2 separate regions of the Zea mays genome follow, and region 1 is linked to region 2. Evidence: chromatin contacts called from public Hi-C data. All regions are on one chromosome and are shown on one strand. The core of a region is the stretch at or near the end of the contact, and the rest is flanking DNA. Distances in the headings are between cores, read along the strand shown.

The links. A called contact is a pair of places that touch in the nucleus more often than the background predicts.
Region 1: a Hi-C map of endosperm shows a contact between it and region 2, with 4 times the contacts expected there. The contact joins the promoter of LOC100194202 here to the promoter of LOC100191365 in region 2. A contact is called at or near these places in 9 of 25 Hi-C or Micro-C datasets (bundle sheath, ear, endosperm and 4 more) and 1 of 3 datasets of contacts at active chromatin or transcription factors (seedling).

The regions. Positions count from the first base shown.
Region 1 is chr4:14,185,541-14,190,857 of Zm-B73-REFERENCE-NAM-5.0, reverse strand. LOC100194202 (Cysteine proteinases superfamily protein) reads right to left here and starts at 3,805. Exons shown (of 9, transcript NM_001139247.2): 1 at 3,606-3,805. The coding sequence starts at 3,669.
Region 2 is chr4:14,043,618-14,048,838 of Zm-B73-REFERENCE-NAM-5.0, reverse strand. LOC100191365 reads left to right here and starts at 2,646. Exons shown (of 16, transcript NM_001136799.1): 1 at 2,646-2,800; 2 at 3,218-3,314; 3 at 3,434-3,531. The coding sequence starts at 2,729.

The DNA.
Region 1 (5,317 bases), core at 2,556-5,055, 140 kb before region 2:
CAGAGCTATGCAATGACTACCTCGTTTACAAATCATTTTGTTAGAAAGAAAAATAGTATAATCAGCTCTATATAAAGTTCGTAAGTTAAGTTCATTATCTAATGTTCATAACAAAAATAAAATTACATCACATACTCTAATTCAAAGCTACAAAAAAAATCTAACTAACATTATCTCTATCTTTGTGTTCTTTATCAAGTACATGAAAGTGTGGAATAAAGTGTGATTTTAATAAATATATGGGCCTTTTCTGCCTCTATATGGGACATTTCGTGCCTGCCTTAAACGGCCGTGCTCGTGGCCGCCCATGGGCCGCGACCTCGGCCCAAACCCGGCCCGATATATCAGGTCGTGCCGTGCCTGGGCCGTGCTTTTTTCCGTGCTTCGGGCCGGCCCATCAGGCCCGGCCCAAATGTACACCTATACTAGTGGGAAAAGGCAGCAGAAGCAGTGAGCGGGCTTATCAAAAAGGGCCTTAACTCCCTTATCATCTTGGGTGCTTGGACGATTTGGAATCACCGGAATAAATGTGTCTTTGATGGCTGGAATTCAAATATATCGCTGAACCTTAATTGGGCAAAAGAAGAGATGCGTCGATGGGAAATTGCGGGGCCAAAAGGCATTTCTTACCTGGCTGCCCCCTTAGCTGGGCCCTAGGGGTTTTCCTAGCTGTGTGTGGTCTTTTTGTTTTTTCCTAGATGGATTCCTTCCTGTATGCGTGTTTCTGGCCCCTGTGAGGGGTCTTTTGTATTGGGCCTTCCTTTAGACCCTGGTTTCTTTCTCTTCTTAATATAATGAGGCGCAGTTCTCCTGCGCGTTTTCGAAAAAAAAATGGTCTCCATTTCTTGGTCACAAAAAAAACAAGCCTCCGGGTGATCAAGATTTCGCCTAGCCAACCGGTCTGCTGTCCAACAGCGGTTGTGGGCTACTAACCATAGGAAGAAACGACATTTGGGAGGTGCCCAACTCTTCCAGATACGTTTCCAATGCTCAAAACCAGTAGCTCCATATAGCAGCACATCATAAGCTGATTTAGCAGAATAGCAGCCCGAACTAGAACCTCTAGATGTGCCCATCTGGAGTATCTGGCAGCAGAATCACCTCTGAAATAACTTCCCACAAGCTTATGAATTCAATAATAACTTCCAGAGTAGCCACTCGATGAATATAATGGACCCAAGACATGTCAGCAATGCCTTCCGCAACTGTCCTCTCCTTAATAATCCGCTTAGGCACTAAGGCAAAAATATACGGAGCAAGATCGATAAACGATAACCCATTAGCCACCTGTCACGCCAAAAGAGGGTGCTATTTCCATCCCCAACTTCTGTAGACATGGCCAAATAAAATAAAGATTCCACTTGACCAATAGACTGTAAAGCAAAGGAAGCCCAAGCTCTATCCGGGCTAGTCTTTCGAAGCCACAACCATCTAACCCGAAGAGGCCAATTTAAAAATTGCAGATTTGTAACAGGGGTACAAGTATATATAGAACCCTAGTGGGCCAGGCCCATATACACAGATACTCTAACAATTCCGAGGCCTCCCAACTCTTTAGGTCTACTGACCTTCGACCAGGCCACCAAGCAATGGCCCCCATTTGCCTCAATTTTGTCATGCCACAAAAAGTTACGTCCGATCTTGTCCATGGCCTTGAGAGCCCATGAAGGGAGGTCCAGAGCCATGGCATGATAGATAATAGTAGCTGTTAACATAGACTGCACCAGGACAGCCCTACCGGCCCTAATCGTAAGTTCAGCCTTCCACCCAGGAAGAAGGTCAGCCAATCGGTCAAAAATGAGGGGCTGCAACTGTGACTTAGTGAGCTTCTTCAGGGACAGGGGCAATCCCAAATATTTGACCGTGAATTCATCCAGTCGGCAAGGCAGATGGTCATGGACAAAAGCCAAATCATCATGAGAAGTCACCAGATCGTGGGTTCGAAGCAGCCTCTCCACATTTACAGGGGGGGAGGGGGACGCTTGCCTCGGTTTATCACTTCCCAAACCCACTTGTGGGCGCCTCCTATATTTGGTCTGCCTTTTTCTAAGGATTTGAACCTTGGTTGGTGTCTCTCTCAATTGGGGAGCTTACCATTACACTAGTCATGTTCACACTAACTGTGAAAACTAGTATCCTCCAATTCACCATTACACCAATTAGGGCCTAATTTAAAAAAACGAATTGAAAGGAGAAAATACAAGGTACATGACCAAATCTTGTAAACTACCATAACAAGATAAAGGGAAACGAACTATAAACTCAAACTAAATGTTTTAACTACTCATATCTGTGAGAGGTCAATGCAGCCTGAGGGCACTTAGTACTTGATGGTCCAATTTGATTATGTGGCTTTTTTTGTTGTGATTTTGGAGACATAAGTGCCATGCTTCCAATATATTTAAATAAATTAAATATTCTAATTCTGAATAAAACAATCAAATTATTCAGATTACAGCCATATGTAAATGAATTGATAAAGAACAAGACCATTTCCAATGTTTGCATACAGGAAACAAAAATACTCAAATTCATATTAACATTCAGCATGGCATGTAGATGAGGAAGTCGGATAAACAAGATAAAACTGAAATTAATCTGATAGTAGATGGAGTCAGATTAACAAGATAAGTATAGCAATGATGAAATTAATCTTATAGTTTGACTGTTTGAGTTCAAATATATTACACTCAAAATTGTGGGTTGCTGCTCTAGACAGACCTCCAACACTGTATGATGTTCAAAGATCCTTGACTAACCTAACAGCTCATGAGATACAAAACAAGGTTTTAGATCATATATTATAGGCCAAAAACAATAAACAGCAATATTAAAAAAAGATGAAAACTGTAACCAAAAATCTGTAACCAAAAATCTGTAACCAAGGCATCGTAATTGTATCGTTTCCGTTAAGACAATATCATTTCCGAAAATTACCATATTTAAAATTTGAATTTTAAGTATCTGTCGACATGGTATTGTGGTCGACAATAAGTAGATTAATTATGCAACCAAGTAAATTTCTACCCGACCAGCAATCGTTTTCGTATAGAAGATACTGTTTCCAGCCTTTTCCACGCTTTCATCCCTTTATTATCAAGATGACGTTACTGTAAACAGGGACAGCAAGAACAGCACTTAATTCGAATAATATTTCAACACAGAGAGGTTTTCAACTAGGCAAATAATATAGCAATGCTGAAATTAACAACAATCTAAAAACCCTATGACTGTCACTTTGTTTCACCACAACGCTACTATCATCGAGTAAAGTAAGTTCGCCTACAAATGTGCAATCACATCCAAGTATACACCTCCGAAGTCCGAACCGCACATACAGCAACAGCCGGAGAGAATGTAGCCCAAAATCTGAGGCAAAATACACCTCTGAACCCTCTCAGTTTCAGCCAATCTGAACCGGTACAGAGCAATAAATCAGGCAACAGACAATCCAAAGCGCAGCGCCCACCAAACCGCAGCTCCACCGTGCCAGCACATCAAGCAGAGCACCCCGAGCGCCACAGCACGTGGCCCGAAACATCAGGCGCAGCACAGCGGAGGGAAAGGGGAGATTTCGGGGGGGACGAGGGGGCGGAACGTCTCACCGTCTTCGGCGTCGCTGTCGAGGTCGATGAGCGCCTGCCCCTTGTCGCGGCGGCAGCGGGGCATAATTGTCCGCTTCCGCCCGCTCGCCGTCGGGGAAATGCCGATCGCCTTCTCTAGGGTTTGGCCCGGCGGATTTGGGGGAGTAGAGGACGGGCGGGAAGGCAAGTAGTGGAGTGCAGGAGGGAGAAGCGGGTTTTGCTTTTTGCTGTTTGCTGTCGTCTTCCTTCCCACACCAGCCTTTTTCTGTGCAAGGACACCTGGAGCGGTGGTGTCGATACGTGGACTGTGGACAAACGCGGTGGTGACGCGATACGTAGACAAAGTGCATGGCGCGCGCCCTGCACGCGGATATTGAAAAGTTGTTATAGATTACAAAAGCTCTATATTATATTCATATTTTTATAGAATAAGTTTCAGATACATTGTAACATATGTTTTAGGAACAATTGGATCTATACCATTAAAAGATCCAAACTTTAGATATATACCATGGACCTCACATGTCATTGACCCATGTGGACCCACATGTAAGTGAGATAGTAATGGTATGGATCCAAAGTGGTGATCTTTTAATGGTATGGATCCAAATTTCCCTATGTTTTATCGGTTTTTTATCATAGTTAGAAACTAAATTTACAACAATACAAGGAGGGGATATTTAGGCTGTCTCCAGCAGCGTCCCCTAAATTTCGTCCCCTAAAGGAATATTCCCTGTACTTTACAGGACACTCTAAAAGATTCTGTCCTCTATATCTTCTGTGTCTCCAGCAACGTTCCCTAAATTCGATCCCCTAAAGCTACAGTGTTAACAGAATTTGTTTTTTCTTTTCTTTTTCTGTTTTCTTTGTTTTGTACCCATTTAATGGTACTTAAAGGATGCTAAAAAATTTGTAATCAATAAAATTTGAAATAATAATCTAAAAACTATGGTTCATTAATAATTTCGAAATGTACAAAACAAATAACATTGCAATTTATGTTCTGTGCAATTATTGTGGAAAAAACGTGACACCATATTTGAATCGTACGAAAAAATGTTTACGAATTCACATGCTTCCACCGTAAGCCACGACACTTCTTGAACAAGCCATTGTCTAGCTTCGGCTGCACGACAAGCGCATGGCTTCTCTCCGAAGCCTATCCCTTCTATAAATAATCACTACTTCAACACTTCACTCACACTTCGCATACACTCATCCACAACAATGGACCGGTTCGTAGATTCCAATATTTTTCTTAGGATGGCACAAGACATGGAAGATGAAGACCATGAGCTCGAGGTTGCGACGTACCAACATCGTAGGCGTCGTGCACTTAACGAGCGTCGGTACGCTGGTTCCATTCCCGGTCGTGTTCGAATCCATCGTGACCATATCAGTGGTGATGCAAGAATCTGAGCCGACTACTTTTGCGCCCATCCGGTTTACACGGATGCACAATTTCGGAGGAGGTATGTTTATTCATACGCACATGTATTAACGTCCATAGTACGTACTTCACAATTGTACTAAAAAAAGTTTGCAATATAGGTTTCGCATGCGTCGCCATGTGTTTGAGCGTCTCGTTCTTGCTGTGCAACAAGTGGATCCGTACTTCGTTCAACGTCCAAACTGTGCCGGTGAGCTAGGCCTATCTGCCCTTCAGAAAGTTGTTGCTGTCGTACGTATCCTTGCATACGGTGTTCCTGCGGATGCCGTTGACGAGTACGTAC
Region 2 (5,221 bases), core at 1,397-3,896:
GCAGATCGCTCGAAGGCCGAGCGAGGGGTAGAAGATGATTAGCTGCCCGAGTGAGCAGTCGCCGATAGCCCTCAGCATCTAGAGTCCGCGGGATGCCATCAGCTATCCGAGCCAACACTCCTCCGACTTCACTCGGCGTGTTCATTGCACGAGCAAAGTCAGGGTTTAGGTTTCGAGCGAAGAGAGGATTCTCTCGGCGTAACCTTGCATCATGCTCAGCTTGTTCTCGATCTCGGTCTTGAGCCTGCCGGCGGTCACGTCGGCAAGAATTCCTCCTTTATCTGAAGACTCGTTCATCAGGAGTTTCTCCTATTTCTGAGACATCATCCTGGGATACGGGCTGCGCTAGGTCCCGTTCCCCAGCCTCGTGATGTCGCCGAATATTCTAGCGTCTGTTCCTCCGTCGCCAAGCTTCTCGCTGGGGAGGTTCTTCCCCTGGCATGGTTGGCTCGTTGTCAGAGATGGGAGATGACTCCAATCTCCCCCCGATGAAGAGGACGTCGGGGTAGAAAGGAGTTGCTGCGGTGATGAATTCCTTTCCGTCTTTCTTTGAGGGTGAAGGTGTCAGAAGGATAACTTGACAAGCTTCCACCTTGCTTGCTTCCTTTTTCCTTGTAATCCGTGTCCACTCCTTTGTGGGCGAAGTGAGCAACGGGGTTCTTCGGGCAAGTGAATTCCCGGCTCTCGACTTGCAAGGGACAGTCTTCGTCTGGGGCGCAGGACGTTGCACTATTCGCTGCTTCGTTCCGACTTTCTCGGAGATTTCCGAGGAAGGCTTCTTCTCCGGTGGATCCGCTATGCGGTACATAATTCCCTTCTCATCTGTTACGGACGAGATGGTCCCGAAGCAAAATACGGATCCAGGGCGGAGAGCAATCTTGCACTAGGAAGTGACAACCATTGAGCTAGCTTGGATCAACGACACCCCCCTACCTGGCGCCCTAGCTGTCGGTGTTTGGAGCCCGACCGCAGACCTGGGGTTACCCCTCGCGACGCTTTTGGGTAGGACGGTCTTGTTGACTGTAACTCAATGGTTCGTGCGAGATGTACGAGGGATGACAGAGGATTTTCTACAGGTTCGGACCGCTTTGAGATGCGTAACACCCTACTTCCTGGCGTGGATCTTTTATGTGGTAGGTTACAAGGGAAGTCTCCTGTATGGAGAAAAGCTAGTGGCTAAGTAGATGGTCGATGATTCTGATGGGGTACCCCTAGCCCTAGGCCTTATATACTTGACCGTGTGGTATTACATGCGTGTATGATGACGATGTGTACCTAAGTAATAGTGAACTGACTGAACTTATCTTCCTATAATCTTGCCGACTTATCCTTATTTTGTTCTGACGTCCGAGGGCGCTGCGCGGGAGAATCGGATCAGCGCTGTGGATAATGCTTAAATCCAACGAGCCGCCTGGGCCTAAGTCTGCTTCTTCCTCGCGTCGGCCCATTCCGCCAGCAATTCTCCCCTGGCCCACGAAGGGACGGCCTTGCGAGACAATAGGCCCAAAGCCTTTCGCGAGGCCTTCTTGCATTCGAGTGGACCCGGGGATATCCGTCCCCACAGGAACCAAACCCGAATAGACTCACAATTTCGGTTCGGTCCACCGAATAGACCCGAATTATAGAGAGACTAGTATATTTTGTTAAAATATATACAATGAATAATTAATTGAAAGTACTATTATTACAACAAGTGACTATAAAAATTAGCATACAAAGATATATATACTATTGTTAATATGATATCATTATTTCTAGCTAATAAGTTCATAAATCATATAATAATACCATCACATATTATGAGTTTTTTTATATTTCGGGTTATTTGGTCTATTCAGGTTTTAAAGGTTAGGAACCGAACCCATACCCCGAAATATAGCACATATAGGAACCGAACCCGAACTCGAAAACAGAATAGACCGACAATTCGGGTTTGGTTCGGATTCAGTTTTCGGTTTTAAAATGCCCACCCTACCGGCTACGACACGTGGGCACATGCTCCACTTAACAGCGACATGTAATGGCAATGACATCGAAGGGATGGAAAATAACCAATGGCTTTGAATGAAACATATAATTTTAAATGATATCTAAAGGATTGATATATGTTTGGATGACATGGAAGAGATTTTGTCCATCGTATCACGGTATTAGTATGATTTGAATCTTGAAGTCGATTTCATCCAGGTAGGCCACACGACACGATAGGACAAGCAGGCGGTATCCGAGTTCCGAGTTCGCCACACGGCACTGCACTGCACCCGCTGCATGGATTTTCGCGCGTCACTAGAAGCTCCCTGCCATCCGATAGGCCATTCAACGCTACGCGGCGCGCATCCTTTGCCTGGATGGCCCCAGCGAACCAGCCCATAAACCTTTTTCACACGTCTGACTTGTTTACCCCGACACTCAAACCTACTGATGGTGGGCCGGACCCCCCTAGTGAAACGCCGCACGCAAAGAGGAAGACATGAATCTAGTGCCCCCCTCAAGCCAGTCAGACCGTCACCCCAAACCGGTCTTTGTCGCTTCAAACCGTCCAAGGGATTCAAAACGCAAATCGAACCGCCACGTGTTCGCTTGGTTTCTTTCTTTCTCCCTACGCCTTGTCCGCTCCTCTCTCCCTCTCTCGTTCTCGTCCTCGTCTTTCTCGAGCCGCGAGGCGATCGCATCGGAGACTCGGAGCCGGCAAAACCCTAAGGGGAAGGTTTCTGCAAGGAGGAGGGAGATGCAGGGCGCCAGCCACATGCTCCTGGAGGAGCCCTTCCGCCTCGCCTCCGTCCTCTCCCCCGCCAAGCCTGTAACCGTCGCTGCCTCCATTTCTCTCTATATTTCCCCGCCCCTGATGGATCTCGCGCTTTAGGCGCCCGTGTGCATCAGCGCTTGCGCACTCTGCACGGCCGGTGTGGCGAGTAGTCTGTTTGGTTTGGTCGATCGGTTGGCCGGGTTTGATTTGGTGGCCGGAGAGTCGGGCGGAGTGCCGGGTTTGCCGAATTTGAGGCAGGCCAATTTTTGAGTGATTTGTGTTTAGTGCGTGCTCGCAACGGGGGTTATCTGTGGAAGCGTGGATTTTGTCGGAATGGCGTGAGATGTGAAATTGGGATTATTCAGTACGCGCTAATTTGGGCGATCACTTGTAATGGAACTTTGATTTGACTTGGTCTTGAGGATTAACGACGTTGGCCAGCTGATTTGTTTGTCGTGTGCACCTGTGCAGAAAGTATTCCCATCACTCACCAAGATAGTTGGGACGCTCGGGCCCAATTCACACTCGGTTGAGATTATTCAGGAATGCCTCACTGCTGGAATGTCAGGTTTGAGTTCACCAACTTTATTTGTATCCTCATTTATTTGCAATTAGACTAACTTTGATATTGTTGGTTACTAATTAATATTAACAGTAATTGTGACATGTGTATGTTCTGTTTTGCAGTTGCACGGTTTGATTTCTCATGGATGGATGCTGCGTATCACCAGGAGACCCTTGATAATTTGAGGAAAGCGGCACAGAATGTGAAGAAGTTGTGCCCTGTAAGTTGATTCCTGAAATCTCCAGATATAATTATTTAACATACCTGGGCATGATTGGTGAAGTATCATTTCATGTGCAAACATTGCCTTGCCTTGGCAATTTTTTACTGAGTTGTCAGCAGAAAGGAAATTTCCTAATGACCCGCTGTCAACTTATACCTGAAATCTTCAGATATAATTATTTAACATATCTATACATGATTGGTGAAGTATCTTTTCATTTGCAAACATTGCCTTGCCTGGGCAATTTCTTACTGGGTTGTCAGCAGACGGGAAATATCCAAATGACTCGCTTCCAACTTATTTGATGGTTTTCTTATATTAGTTTTCTTGTGTAAGACAGATTGAAAATAACATGGTTTTTTCATTTGAGTTCAGCTTTTACTAGAAAACTTATGGCTTGGCGGTGCCATCTTTGAGGTAGCCTGTGGTGATTTTGTGTCTGTGGATGAATCTAATTGCAGAGACGCTAAAAAATAATTTTGATGTTATCCAGTTATAGTTTCTATAGTTTAATATATGTAGTTTTGGATTAGCATATATATTATACCTGGGATGCCGGGAAAGCCCAAAGTTAATTATAAATTGATATAATTTTATTACACAGAAATAATGTGCGTAGTTCAATTCTTTTGTGAAAAGGAGACTTCAATAGACCGGACCCATCACAACATGTGCCTGCATTTATTCCTTGAAATTCTTGATTCTAGTTTGAATATCTGGCCTAAAAAGCTTCAATAGGATCCATGCTGTAATTTTACTTTTTGTCTGAGAGAGAGAGAGAGAGAGAGAGAGAGAGAGAGAGAGAGAGAGAGAGAGAGAGAGAGTTTGTTGCTCAAGTGTTCAGATCATTTTGATTTCTCTATGGAAATATAATCAGCACCTCAGCAGTAATTGAATCAAGGAGTGAAACCCAACATTAGAAACATAAATGTACCAAATGCTACAGATTACATGATTAAATTATTTGATAAACTTACACGGAACATCAATATAATGCAGCAGATCCATTTGTTACATAAAAATTTGGAAAAAAAAACAATGATGTCTATAACCATGTAAGTATATATTGAACTTTTGTGTATTTGGTACTTGCATTCCTAACAGGATCATAGGGTATTCTTTAATCTTAACTATCCAAAAGATACAACAAAGTCTTTTAGTGCCAAACAAATTGCTATAGGCTAGAGTTGAAACCCAACAAAAACCACAAGTCAAGGTTCAGGTACATGGATAGTCGTTTTTCATGTACACCTATTCAAGGCTAAATCTTTAGGTATATTCCATTCTTTCAAGTCTCCTTTTATTGTCTCTTTTCATGTTAGCTTCAGTATTCCCTGCCTCTCTTCCAATAATCCATTGCAATTGTGCCTTAGGATCTCACTACGCACTAGTGCTTTTAAAGCTCTTCGTTTGACATGTCCAAACCATCTCAACCAGTATAGACAAGTTTTTTTTTAATTGGTGCTACGTGTAGCCTATCACACATACCATCATTCCAGACTCAACCCCTTATATGTCCACAAATCTAACGCAACATACACATTATTTGCTGAACGTGTCGTCTTTTTGTAGGCTAACATTTTACTCCATACAACATAGCAGGTATTATTGCCATCCTATGAAACTTGCCTTCTAGCTTCTTTAGTATTCTCTTGTCATATATAATGTTAATGTTAGATGTTTAACA